Linked DNA regions of Drosophila melanogaster: region 1 is linked to region 2. The links are chromatin contacts, called in public targeted proximity ligation maps. All regions are on one chromosome and are shown on one strand. The core of a region is the stretch at or near the end of the contact, and the rest is flanking DNA. Distances in the headings are between cores, read along the strand shown. Region 1 holds the start of lncRNA:CR46031 (long non-coding RNA:CR46031). Region 2 holds the start of CG7768.

Region 1 (6,991 bases), core at 523-3,022, 210 kb after region 2:
CACAACAGGCTTAGAGAAAATAATGGAAAAGGTAATGTCGTGGAAAGCTCTATTTATGATTACGTTAAATACAACACATAAAACATACGACTTACGCTTTTCGATTAAAATAAAAATATACTTTGTAGAAATGTTTATAGTTTGGCGAGCTTTGCAATCCAATCAGTTCCCATGGTCCCTATGGTAGTTCCAAGAAACTAACTTTGCTTTTCCACAAAGCTCGATTCATATCCGAAAAGATAATTTCCCAGGAATTTTACGATCAGCAGTCTAACGAAAAAATGCATCTCCCCATAAATTAGTTGTACTCTTAACTCGGCTTTATTGCGCCTTTTTTTTTGCTGTTGATCTTTATGAGTATAACCCAATAAATCTTTTTGCAGTTAAAAAGTAATTTAAATAAGTCCAAGATCCAAAAGTAAAATTCAGCCTGAAAGAAGATAATTAAAATAATACCAAGAAGTTACGGAAGCAACTAATTGGCTTCAGTGGAGACTGCTGGGCTTCGTTTTTATTATATTTTCTGCTTTAATTTTCAAGTGTGACATTTGTGGAGCTGTGCGGTGCTTGTGGTGCTTATATAACCCGGAAAGTCTGGCGGTTTTTATGAGATCGCCTAGCCGGCTTAGATGATGATGATGAGTTGGTACTTTTAATAACCCCGACTTGGAAATGCTTTGAATATGTCAAGAACCGTAGCGGCGGCCAGTACTTTTGATCTTCGCGTCGAGTGGAGTTAATTTGAGTGTGTTTTGTGTTTTGGCATTTCAGATATGTACGTATGCTGGAAATGCAATCGGCACAATTAAATGTTTTGCACAGTCCCGAAGAAGAATGGCAACATGGGTTAATTACTTGTACCCCAGAGAAAGGCACGCTCCGCTGCACATTTTAAGTGGAAGCCCAAGCACAAAAGGTTCAAAACTATTAAAAGTGTTTCTGTTCTCTGGTTCTGTTGCTGTTTCTGTTTCGGTTTCTGTCCCTGTTTCAGTATCTTTTTCTTTATCCGTATCTGTGTCTTTCTCTGCGTTTCCTCTGCGAGGAGGAGTGCACTCGATTGTGGCATGAACCGAACAACCTACCACCTGCCGGAGTTCTGGGCCCCCGACTTTTTGTCTGGGGTGCGATCTTTATCGGGGCAGGGCCCGTCACCTGAAGCTCGACTCTGAGGATTTCCAAGCGAGTGAGCAGAAGATTTCGAAAAGTAACGAACTAGAAGTTGGAGACTCTGCATTGTTTTCTTATCAATTAAAGCGTGACCTTTGTTGTGGTTTTATCTGAATCACTTGGGGAATTAGTTCGGCCAGAGAGTCGAGAGTTGGACGCCTTTATGGTCGAATTAGTTGGAGAAATCTTGTGGGTTCTCAAAGCCGATGACAGACCTTTTCGGGTGTTCAATGATCACTGCCAATAAATTGCGCCTTATCGCTGAAAAGGTTGTGATAATAATTATGACACCATAACAATATCAATTAGGTAATCAAGCGGAAAATATCTATGAGCTTCGGCACGGGATTGAAGAAGCAACAACCTCTAATTGAGTCAGAAATCATTTTTAGATCCCGCAGTAAATAATATTGTGGACAACAATTGAATTTACAACAGTTGGATTCCTCTTTTATTGGCATCCCGCACAAAGATACTGTGTCGACAGGTGTCCGAAATATTTGTATACCATTCGATTTATTCAAGTGTCTTTGAATTCGTTTCTTGTCTGGCAATAAAAGCAAAGTTGTCATTAACAAGAGGGGGAAGTGAGCAGCGCAATCGCAATGGAAATACCGAGCTTGTAAAAGTATCTGACGGATACCAAAAGTGTCAGTCAGGCCAGACAAGTGTTACATGCGAAGGCGAAACGTCCACGAAAAGAATGATAACAAGTGGAAAAGTACACAAACAGATCGGATGGAAATACAATATGGTTAAAAGGGAAACCAAGCTAAAAATCGAGTGTTTCAATTCAAGTGAAAAAGTGAATGAATAAAATCTACCAGCGTATGACAGATTTCGTTTCAATACCTCTTCTTTCCTCTAAGGTCAAGTGAAGTCAAATAATATCATTAATTTATTTAATTTAATAGTATAATAAAACACAAGACATGTCCATGTATATGTATAAAATGAACAGATGAATATTATTCTTTTTCATTCCCACAGAATCATCAGTTTAATGGATCCCACCAGAGTTATATTTATTATATTCCACGCTCCACATGCTCCACATATCTCAACATCACATCGAAATATATATCGGAGGGCATATCGTGTCCAGACCTTTGATGTGATACCGATTCCGTTACGGATCCGTTTTCTGGACTCTTTAAAAATGCCAGGCACAAAATGCCCCAGAAAAGAAATGCAAAAGTTGTATAAGAAGCGACCAAAAGACAAAAAATATCTTCAAGTAAACCTTATAAAACGATCTCAATTGGTTCGCTTTTTGGAGCTTTGGTATTCCCCCCCTTTTGCCAAATTCTCTTTAATGCGAAATTCGCAATTTTCGTTGACATTTGCAAATTCTTGTCACAAAAAGCGAAAAATTTGTTTCAGGCGAATTTCAACTATTCAGCTGCGGCCTCTTTTTCGCATTAAATGTTGGATTTTATGGCCGGATTGCTGGAGTTGCATTTAAAAGGAGGCATGCCCCTCCGCACTCACAAGTCGCTGCTTTTCATGCAAAAAAATTGAATGAAAGCTGGCCAACGATGACAGACAGCCAAGTAGGTGAGTTTGAGTTGAGTGTTTATGGTGCATTTGACACAGCAAATTTGCCGGCAAATCGCATCAAATATTTATGTTAATGCCCCCTCACAATCCCCTTTCCACCGATTTAAATGAAAGTAGTTCAATTCACTGGCAAAAATGTTTGTCCATGGCATACAAATTGTCTCCGAGCTCTTTGTTAAAGAACTTTTACTGGTCGGTGAAGGAAATGTGTCACAAATGAGCAGGAAAAGAAAAGGCGAGATGGTGCAAATGGGGAACGGAGAAGGCCAAGAGATCACCGGAGAATGACAGGGCGAATTTTTCAGCCTGACTTAAAGGGACACTGAAAAATTAACCCTAGCTTTGACAATAATACATTTTAAACCAATTATTGAATCTAATTGCTCATTACATATCCGAAAGTAATCTTTGTAACAAAGGATTAATGATTAAATGCTACATAAATGAAATAAATATATGAATTGAGTTCTTAAAACAGTTAACGGACGAATTATACGTTTTTTCGTCTTTTTAAAAATAATTTGTTGATATTTTTCTCCGTGCATTTGGCACGGCTGGCTAAGTGTGAAAGGTTGTGTTTGTCATCATCACGCTCGCTAACAAAGTAAATTGGAGTAGAAACCAAGTTAGTGGGTTGCCCACTGCTGATGGGGAAAAGGGGAAGTAGATTTTCGCATCAAGGGAAATCGTTTTCGCTAACAATGAAATAAGCCCACTGATCCATAGAAGAGTTCAATTGAAGCGTAATTATTGAGAGAAAATGCAATTTGGACAAAGTCAGATACGATTTGAATGTAAAAGCGTAAATGTTTAAAGGAAAACGAAATTTAAATCGTCTTATAAAATTATACAAAATATAAAATTCTTGAAGCTTCACTAATAATAAAAACCATAAATCTCTTATGTAAGAATATTTGGATATATAGAGCTTAAGCGTTTCCTTGCGTTTGATATTTTTTTGAAGCAATCATACTAAGAAAATGAGTGTGTAAAAAATGAATTTGGCACGTCTGTTGTTTTCTTTTTTCAAAAAACTCCTCCGGCTTTAAAATACTTTTACTCTTCGTTCTTTCAACGCTCGTTTCACTTTGCATTTTTTCACTGAACACCGTTCATTCACCAGAGATCAAATGATAAAGAACTTCCTGATTATTTCCACTTGAACATCGATCTTTCACTGATGGAATTTCCCAGTAAGATTCCAACTCTGTTTCTTGACTCCCCATCGCTTACCTGCCTTTCTCTCTAACCGCTGATCCGCTTTGAGCACTTTCGTTTTTGCATGGATTCCACAGACATATTTAAGAATTTTCGTTAAAATATTTAAACAGTTTGCTTTCTGTTTGCACTCGAAGGTTGTTTTTATATCTTTTTATATATGGGCCATATTTTGTCTGAAAATTGGCTTACGTCTCGTTTTGTCTTGTCATTTAACAGTTATCAGCTTTTGGCAAAACTGAAATAATTTGTTATGTTAATTCGTTGTATTATTATGTGCGTTTGAGGGAAATTGCACCTTGCGGCGCTTGTTGCCAAACTGGCAATCATAAACAATCACGGACAATTTGCATTGCCTGCAATTAATTGTTGCGCTCGAATGCGCGCTCAAAAGTGAAACGGAAATGCCCGAAAATGGAAATGAGAAATCAAATATACGAAATGTAAACAGTTTGCGAATTGCAATTAAATTAACGTTCGATTTCGACTCGAGCGTTACGTTACATTAATTATGGCGCAACGTGAATGAACTTGGCCAAAAAAACAAACTGCACATCAGTTACATATAATTCGCGCGAACAGAACGAAACTCACTCACTTCACGGTCAGCTAACGAAACTTGACGAAGGCGTGGAATTGGATCGCGTTAAGTGTATCTATATCTTACAGACGCCCTCTGGAAAACGTAGTGCTCGCGACGATCGCTGGAAGCGAACTGATCGCGCACTCGAGCTTGAGACCTCTGCGCAGCTACAGCTCTGTGTTGGTTGCCGTTCGGCGTCGACTTCGGTGGCTTGGGTCCGCGAAGAAAGCCGAAGAGAGTCGCCAAACGACCAGCTGATCGGTCGGTTAACTGCAGCTCAGTCTTCGTCGCTCTCTTCTTGCAATTCTTCTGGCTGTGTGGCGGGGGGTTTTTAATTGTCTGGGCGTCGAGCGATCGTATCGGTGGTTTAACTTCATTATGATCAGCATGTGGCTGAGCCTTCCTCTGCTGTTTACAAGCCGATGACAAATTTGTGATAAGAATTTTGGAAAAGAATCTGATTTAATTAATTTGAATGAGAAAAGCCAAGTGTAATATGATACCCAGAAAATTAATATCATCTCTTTATAGCTTTATCACTGCCTAAAATTTGATATAATCATCCGTATCTATGTACTTATTGTACGAAAGTTTTTAATATAAACCACCATGCTATAAAATTATTATTTTTTTGTATTGAGTGCAATTTTTTTTTTTTTCCTTTGCATAGGAGAATTAATTCCGTATGCCTCGTTTCGTTTTAAATTGTCGACCGACAGGCGGTGCTTCAAAGCGTTATTTATGGGTGGAAAAATTGCTGAAAGAATCAGAGAAAATATTTGCTCCTCTATGCAATACTTAAATTAATTTACGACTTTAATATATTTGTGTATTTCTTTGTTTAAGAAACGATTGAACCAATTGTTTTGTTTTCTATCTTAGAAGTTCCCAAGAAACGGAAATGGGTGGGTCAAGAACAGAGAATTTGAGAATTTGGCCTATTTGCGGGATTTATGGAGCAACAACCCCATGCACCTGGGTAGATAATATTCTGATAAGTAAAAAAATAGACATGCTCTTATTATTATTTGATGTACACATCACATGAAAACCGTGGGAATTATTAGCACTGAATCATTTTATTGACCTTGAGAAGTATGAAATCCAAAAATCTTCTATTGCAAATATATTCCCTAACAAGCTCACGTAAATCGGTCGAAAATAAAATGATTAACTGGCGAAAACTTTTCCACGCTTTTTAAAGCCCCTTGCTGTATTGTATTTTTCGCTTTCAGTTGGCTAGTCCCACAAATTCTGGCAATTATCAATCCTTATTGCTAGGTATAACACACGTTTTTTTTTACCCACCCTATGCTCCCCACATTTTATTGCCCAAATCGAGTCAGACAATTGCCAAAAAACATTTAAATCCAATCGAAGTTCGTGTGGTTTTTATTTTTTTTTCACCCTACTCCGACCACGAAATTCTAGATATTGTTTAAATTGGCTGACCCGCCGTACTTTAAGTGCCAAAAAGAATAGCAGAATGGAAATAAAAAAAAACAGCTCCAATTGCCTTTTGGAGGTGTTTCATGTTGTTTCGGACACGCTCCACGCTCTCTTTGGCAGTGGTAATTTTTAATTTGATGATTAATCGATAACCGTCGGCGACTTCGGGCCATTGTACTGGGCCGAAGAAACTGGTGAGCAACAATCAAAGCGATCCAACCAGCCCAAAACTTGTGGTGATTGCATGTGATTAGAATTTTTAATAAGCCATCTCCAAAGCATCGAGCTCAGGCTCAACATTTTCTTCGAGAGTCCCGCTGCCCACACGAAATTCTCGGATAAAGATCTCTTTGAGCATTTGGGATCACTCAATGTGGTTGATGATCATGAAGATGACGCACGGTTGGGGTTCGAATATTTTCACCCGCTATAGGAAATGGGAAAAACTGAAAGTGCGTTGAAAACTTTCACTTGGGTTCCTACAGAATATTGCATAATAACACCGCGACCTTTGGCTAATCATCGAACGCAGTGAAAAACTTTCTTTCCCACCATGAGAAAATATGAAGAGTTTCTCGCCTAGAGAATTCTAGCATTCCCAATTGTCATTTATCATTTCAAACATTTTTTCCTTATTTTTGAGCTATGTTTTTCATTTGATTTCGTGATTGACGCCTAAAATGGAAACCAAATGTGGCCCCCTTCCGAAATTGTTACTTTTCTATTCGTGTTTTATTACATCGACTAATGAATCAAGTGTGTGAAAATGCAAAACAGCTGCAAAAAAATCGTTTTCTATCCCGCAAGACCCGGCGCACAATTTTTTGCGACCCTTCAATCAACGAACAAAATCTGGCGCCAGGGCATCGCCGGCAAAACAAATCAATCAAATATGGCAAACATTGTAAAATATGTCGCATGGCCTTCTCCTGCATCACCCCATCAATTTTTTCCTCTCAGAAGCTGCGGCGCCAATATATAGCGAATAAAATGCAAATTGCGTCAAAAAGCTTT
Region 2 (7,401 bases), core at 3,459-5,958:
ATCTGCACTTGAACCTAATTCGCAATCGCAAATTTTATTTCCCAGCATGTGTGTGAGCTTGAACATCATTTTCATTCAAGTCGAAATTCCGAAAATGTTTTCCATGTTCGTTGAGAAAATAAAAAACCGAAATCCCTGGAAAAGTGAATTTGTGACTTTTCACTTTGGATCTTCGGCCGCAATGAAATCAAACGTGTTTTCTTTCCCTCAATCGCTGAGGCAGTCACCTTCGCTGGTATTTTTACTGGAAGTTCGTGGCTACTTGGCAGGTGAAATTCAGTGCTTTGGTTTTGTGTAGGTTGCCGTTGTCTATCGCGATCTCTGCGGATCCAATCCGATTGTGCTCCGCCGACTATTATATAAAGCGAAAAAAAGCAAAAGCATTTCAGCAGGCTCTCTGCAATTTTGGCCATGGCCATTGGGGGGAGTGCATTGGCGCCTCAAGGTCATTGAAATTCACTCAGCCTCCGCCGGATCAATGTCGATTAGATTTCCCACTGCCCATGTGGATGCTTATTTGATTGAGTGCCAAAGAGGTCGGGAAATCATCGATGGCTGCAGGGTTTATTTTCGATTTTCCTTGTGGGAAACGTCAGAAAGAAATACACACATATGTACATATATGAGGAAGCGTTCAATACGTGTGTGGTTTTCATCGACTTCTGTAATGGATATGTGCTTATTTGAGTACAAAGCTTATGCATGTTTAATATGTTTACTTTTCTGCAGTTTACGTTAATATAAATAAATAATTTGTTTACCTTTTATGAAAGTTTCAATACCAAAATCCAATCCAAGTTATTTTTTTCTAACAAAAACTTTCTTTCCTATCATTGAAACCCTTAAGATTTCCTAAAAGAAAGCAAGCAAAATAAAATCAATTGCTAGAAGTGCAAACATATAATGGTGATACAGACCGGTGTAAAATCGCTTTCTGCATAATTGCTCAAAATAAACAAATAAAAGGAGAATGAACGTGGTAAAAGTCGCCGGCACACAAAAGGAAAGGTGGAAAAGCGCAGAGGAAAAAACAAAGGAGAAATATAAACACAAGGAGTGAAAATGATTTTTGCGAAAAATCTCACGTACGAATCAATTTTTTAAACGCGCCTGTGCGATTGTTCTTTTATGCAACACAGTCCAACGGGAAACGGAAGTGGTATTTGTAGAAGAGGGAAGGGTTTTTGGCCAGGTGCGAAACAGGTGGAGTTGGGCCAAAAGATCATTACAAGTCAAAGAAGTGCCTCGCAATTCGTTTGATTGTTGTGTGAAACTGGGCGTTGAATACGAAATGAGTTGCGAGTTGGGAAAAGCAGATGGCTTATTAAGAAGGAGAATGTTTTTGGCATCAACTGTACATTGGATTGAAATATTAATTCGCTCGTTTGATTTCAAAATACATTTCAGTTACCTAAACAGCAATATAAAAGTAGTAATTATATCCCATTCTGTCTTAATATTCAATCTTAACTTCTATGTAAAAGTGGATTGTGAAAAATGAAGAAACTTTCCACATCTCACCTTGGCCCGATGCCCAGGAAAGTGTTAAGCGTATCCAAAAAGATTTTCACTGCACCGAATACGATTTTCTATTTGGTTCTTCTTTCACTACTGCTGACCCAATTTTCCGCACCCCGACCATCATTTTTTTTAATGCTCCGTTGGCTTAATTAAGCTGAGGTCACTCATCAGACAATCTAATGCGGAAGAAAAGAATCGCATTGGATTGAACCGAAGGTGTTGCGTAAGGTTTCGGGATGGGGGGATCTTGACATGGTCTTCCCAGTTTTCCCAGCGCTGTCAGAGGTTGATTAAAATCTGCATTTGTCTCGGGCTCTTTGCAGCTGTTTTGCATCGTCGCACTTATGCAATTATAACTGTAGGCAGGCCCAAGACAATGCCACAATTGCAATTTGTTCAATTGTCAGTGTTGGCAAGAGATGTGGGGATGAAATCTGTTTTATTTTCTTGGCCTAATACATGCACAAGTGGAGTATCTCCGCTGACGACATCACTTGAAGTTGCCCAAGCAAAATGTTTAGGATTTGGTAATCGCTCGAATTGAATATCTCCCCCCGGCTTTGGCTCTTCCAGTGGCAATATACACATGTGCATATATCTTCGCACAACATCGACGAAGGCGTCGACTGGAAACAGCCACCTACAAGGCATCGCCTTTACAAAAAAACTTCCACCAGGTGTCTGGCTAATAGAATGCATAAATATAGTAAATGGAATACAAATGAAGCTTCAGTCAGCAGGAAGGAAACAAATATATTCAAAGTGCGCTGGAAAGAAATCAACATTTGAATTTATTGAACATCGGCTTACTTACTGGTATTATATATGTATATTATGGTCTACAAGATGATTTATGATTCTAAAGGTGAACAAAAATATTTCCCAAACTTTGTAAACTGTTTTTAAAACATTAACATTACACTCCCAAGATGTTATGACTAAGCAAACCAATTTCTCTGTCATTCCGACCAATTAACCTCCCCCTTATGGACTTGCAACATCTATTCAATAGCAGCAATTTCAACCCATTTGGGTTAAACGCTTTCGTAAATGCCTTTGAGTATTTAATTCCGTTTTTACTTTGGTATACTTTAAGGAGCATTTGCATTAATTATGATAATTGCAACGTTTATGCTTCAATTCGTTGTGTGTGTGGGTCTCTTTGTCTTTGGGATTTCGATGGTTTCTGGGTCAACGTCACATTTGGGTTAAAAATTGATTTTCGTTTATGGCTTTTACTCGATTTTTTTTCGTATTATTTTTGTATTTTCCCTACATATCTCATTCGGCTCGGCTTTATGCTTTTTATGTTGTGCCGGGCCTCGACTTCTGATGGTCTTAAAGGTGGGCGTCAAAGGTGCCAGCAAAATTGTTTAATCGATAAGACGACCCTAGCAGGTGGCGAATGGAACGAATGGCACGAACCGCTAGACAAAATCCATTTTCAGTGGTTTTTTTTTATAGAGTGTGGGTGCGGAAAACGTTTTTCGTTGCAGGTTTTCAGTTGATGGATCGATCGGCGATAGTTGGAAAATATGAAAATATTTCTTAGGGCTTTTGTTATATTTTTTACGATAAAACTGGTATTAAAGTTTTTGGGAAAAGTGTAACAGTTTGTGTGAGGTTAGTTGTTTTTGGGTTCTTTCTTCTTCCCCTTTGTCTTGTACATCCTGTGAAAAACATTGCTTGACATTAAAGTGCTTCTTGTGTTGACTTTACATTCACCTCATTTCCATATCTATTATCTTGACTTCTGCTATTCCAAATCTAATAATAATTTGTTCTTTATTTTCCTTTATTTCCAGGTAAGCAAAACAATAGCTAAACACAAACTACCTCGAGCACTCTTATCTTACCAATTCCACTTGGTAAGTGCTAAAACGAACCCACAAAAGTGTTTCTTGTCTACCTTTTATCTAAGCTGAAAAATCGCCCGAAGAATTGGCCATAATGTGAATTTATGTTCCCACACACACTCATACACTCGCAAGTCCATAAAAGAGGCGCCTATTTCTGGGGGCGTGGCAGTGGGAGCAGTTGGCAAGTAGAAATCCTACGCTTTCCATTACGTCATGTTGGCTTTCCGTATATTACTTTTTGCACAAGGTTGTCCAAGGCGAACGGGGCGTTACATTAATGGGTAACTAGTCAAAACGAATCGAATCGGTTTCGAGTTCGAGTTCAGTTGGGGCTACACTTGTCTTGGCCAACTATGGATTGTATCTTTCTTGTCTTCGCTATTCGGTCGCACTACAATTTATTATAAGTAATGAGACAGTGGAGAGTCGAGTTAACAATTACGACCTACGTGCGAATAACCTTCTTTCGTTAAATCATCTTGAACTTTTGGCATTTTGAGGGGAGATTATCTAAGGGTCTTGAAGTAGCTTGTTTTTAATTTTTATTTTTATTTATGAGCGAAAAATACATAAAAAATGATTATAAAGCTTATAAAGGGAAAGTCCGTGCAACTTATTAAATATGCCAAACCTACTTTATCGAACATTGTGTTTACAACGTTCTCGGTTACTAGCCAATCTTATCGTACTTCAACCTTCCTTTATTTTCCCCTTATAACAATTCTTATGTATATGTATACCCAAATAGCAATTGTTGTCTTGGAAACTCACTAGGCCCTGGACTTTAATATATACACAAAATGTGCTAAACCCAAAGAAGTCGGGGATAGAAGAGTTTTAAAGGAGTGCTATGCGTTCATATAGACAACAAACAAATGAATAAATATAAATGCAATAGCAGCTTCTTTAAAACGTGGATAATTCTCACAGTTTGTATTTGCTTTGGCAAATAAATATTGACTATTTTTTTTGCCTAATTATACAAACATACACTCATCGCGTGGATGGATATATAAAGTTTGTACACAACTGCAAATGAAAGGTAAATATAGCCGGCTTTAAAAGTATCTGTGAGTTTTGCGTTGATTAAGGCGGCGGTTAAACAAATTAGAAGAGTAAATAAGGTCTGTAAGATTAGACACGGATAAAGGTATTTTAAGGACAATATTACCTTAAAATATCCAAATATACCGATCATTTGCAATGTATTAAAAATTGTGGAAGCCAAAGCAGGCATTTTTTTTTGCTACTGGATTTTATAAAGAAGGCTGTGAAATGAATTTCAACGAGCCCTTACTTCAGATCCCTGACTAGCCCAGAATATTCGTCAGTTCAGTTCCAGCTGTTCTACTGTACGGTTCTCTTGAAAGTCGTTACTTTTTTTTATCATAAAGCTGACACCACCAAGTTATCCGGTAAATATATTTCTTGTTTTTGAACAAGGCATCGTTCGATTTTAAACCTAATAGATCTGGCTTTTCTCCGAAAATTTTCGGCATCTGCGAAGATGTCGTTGCCACGCGTTTACTTCGATATAGCCGCAGGAGGTGAGAAGTTAGGTAGAATTGTGATGGAACTACGTTCGGATGTGGTGCCCAAGACGGCGGAGAATTTCCGGGCCCTCTGCACCGGAGAGAAGGGGTACGGCTACAAGGGATCACCATTCCACCGCGTCATCCCGAATTTCATGTGTCAGGGCGGTGATTTCACTAATCAAAACGGAACTGGAGGACGCTCCATTTATGGAAACAAGTTTCCCGATGAGAATTTCGAGCTAAAGCATACCGGAGCTGGTGTACTTTCGATGGCCAATGCTGGGGCCAATACCAATGGATCTCAGTTTTTCATTTGCACCGGGAAAACCACATGGCTGGATAATAAGCATGTCGTGTTCGGCAAGGTCGTTGAGGGAATGGATATCGTCCAGAAGGTAGAATCTTACGGTTCACAAGATGGGAAGACCAGCAAGAAAGTAATTATCGAAGACTGCGGAGCCCTCTGAAGGGTGTCAATACATAATAGTGCTGTCAATCACACATTTACACTATTACACTGAAATTATACTTTTCAAGAAAACTTTGCAAAATAAAAGGGGGTGCAAAAAAATGTATTTTGTCGGTTCAACTATTTACATCGCTCTCATATGTTACGCATTTCAGACCAATTCGTTGAATAATCCGGTGCACCCTGAACAGCCCAGTTCCCTGACTCATTTTCCTTTGATTTTTCTTTCCATTACTTTTAATTGACTCAATTTAGTTCAAGAGTTGCTCACATATGTCGCTTTTGATTCTTTCCACTCGATTCTCATTCTGTCTCCCATCACCTTTCCCTCAAGCCATTCTATCCACTTTACCCGAATGCACTTTGCAAATGTCTATTAAGTCACATACACTGATGAAAAAAAAGAATTAACCACCAGTAATACATATGTATATGTTTGGTAAAGTGCACTTTACTAAATACATTCAAAAACTCAAATTGAATCCATTATTTTTTAAATATATTCTGCAATATAAGTTTTGTTTAAACAAATATTATATTTGGAAGTTAGTATTTCTTTTCAAACCTAAAAACACCTGGCTAACTATGTTATACAATGTGTATATGTGTATGTGCATATAAGCCACTCAGCAAACAAAATTTTCTTTTCTCAAGTGCATGTAATACGAATTTCCAACACTGCTAAGTCACATTAGTGGAATTTTTCTATTGCGTTCGTTTTGCTTTGGGGCTCTGTTTTTTTGTATTTCTTTTCGTTATTTTTTCGGGCACCCAAAACAAGTCGCGGCTTCTGCCGACGTCGACCGAGGCAGCGGCAGAGGAGGGGCCGCGACTTGGCGCTGGCTTTTCAGCGCTTTCCTCTCTCAGATTGCATTTAACGCTTGCCGCGTTCACAACACTAGAAAAGCGGAGCAGCGCATCGAACGGTCGCCCTGTCTCTCACTCTCTCGCGCTCTCTCGCGCGGGTGTTTTGTTGTTGGGCAATGCAATTGCCAAGGAAAAGGAAAATGCAGCTGCTGCTGCTGCTCTCCTAAGCAAAATAGCCAAATTAAAAAAGGTTCGAAATTCGAGAAAATTAACCCAAAGTTACCTCAATTCGTGTGTTTTTTGTGTGTTACCTATTATCGATCGAATTCGCTTATCAGCTGTGTCAGGTGCCTTTGGCTCATTAACCGCTTATTTAAGGAAAAATGTGAAATCAAAACAAATTCGTTAATGACAGGGTCTGTTGTGAAAACCCGTAATCAAAGTAGCCTTGTTCGGCTCATGTTTCTAATTTTCATACCCTCTGGCAAATATATTGGTTGATTGATCTTAAATTGAAAAGTGCGGTTGAATCAGTTTGCCAAGTGTTTTATCGAAACATAAAAAATGGAAATCAAGTGTGGCATAAAATTGATAAATGATACAATAAATGGGACAAAATGAAAGAAAAAATAAAATAGCTTTAAACAATTCAAAGCAATTCTTCGTTATGGGGCGTTAAAAGTTGAAAAAACACTGACGGTAATTGATGAAGTAAAACGAAGAAAGATAAGGTGATCAAATTTGCAAAACCGGCACAATGTAAATTAATTGTGCTTTTTGTGTTGATTTTTTTTATTATTAATGGAGACAAGTTTAAGTATTTTCTTAAAAAGTTTAGTAAACTTAGGAAGATGAAAAAAAAAAAATAATATTGCCTCTTTAAAAATCAAGTCTTGTTTTCATTGCTTTCGGCAGTTTCTACATTCAAAGGGAATTAAATAAATCAAGGGCTTCCACCGAGAATAACGCATAGCAGTTCCAAGTTCATTCATTATACATAACTCGTACTTCTTAATTTCTTTTACTAGGCATTTTCCGTACCGTTAAGTTTGGTAGGAAAATATTCTTTCATTAGCGATGGTTCGTCAATTAGTAGGCATATAAATCTAACGGCACAGTGCCCTAACAGCACAGAAGACAACTAACCGGAACTGAAAACTAGCACTAAAAACCAATAAGTAAAAGGCCTAAGGTAGCCGCAATAACAAAA

Evidence for each region.
Region 1: a targeted proximity ligation map of the Kc167 cell line shows a contact between it and region 2, with 6 times the contacts expected there. A contact is called at or near these places in 2 of 107 Hi-C or Micro-C datasets (the OSC cell line and the S2 cell line) and 3 of 7 datasets of targeted methods (the Kc167 cell line and the S2 cell line).

Annotation. Positions count from the first base shown.
Region 1 is chr3L:14,422,729-14,429,719 of dm6, forward strand. lncRNA:CR46031 (long non-coding RNA:CR46031) reads left to right here and starts at 1,773. Exons shown (of 2, transcript NR_133239.1): 1 at 1,773-2,036; 2 at 2,158-3,198. The region is part of intron 4 of bbg (big bang); the gene reads right to left.
Region 2 is chr3L:14,213,496-14,220,896 of dm6, forward strand. CG7768 reads left to right here and starts at 4,709. Exons shown (of 2, transcript NM_168584.4): 1 at 4,709-4,795; 2 at 4,850-5,479. The coding sequence starts at 4,888. The coding sequence ends at 5,382. All of the region lies in intron 7 of nuf (nuclear fallout), which reads left to right.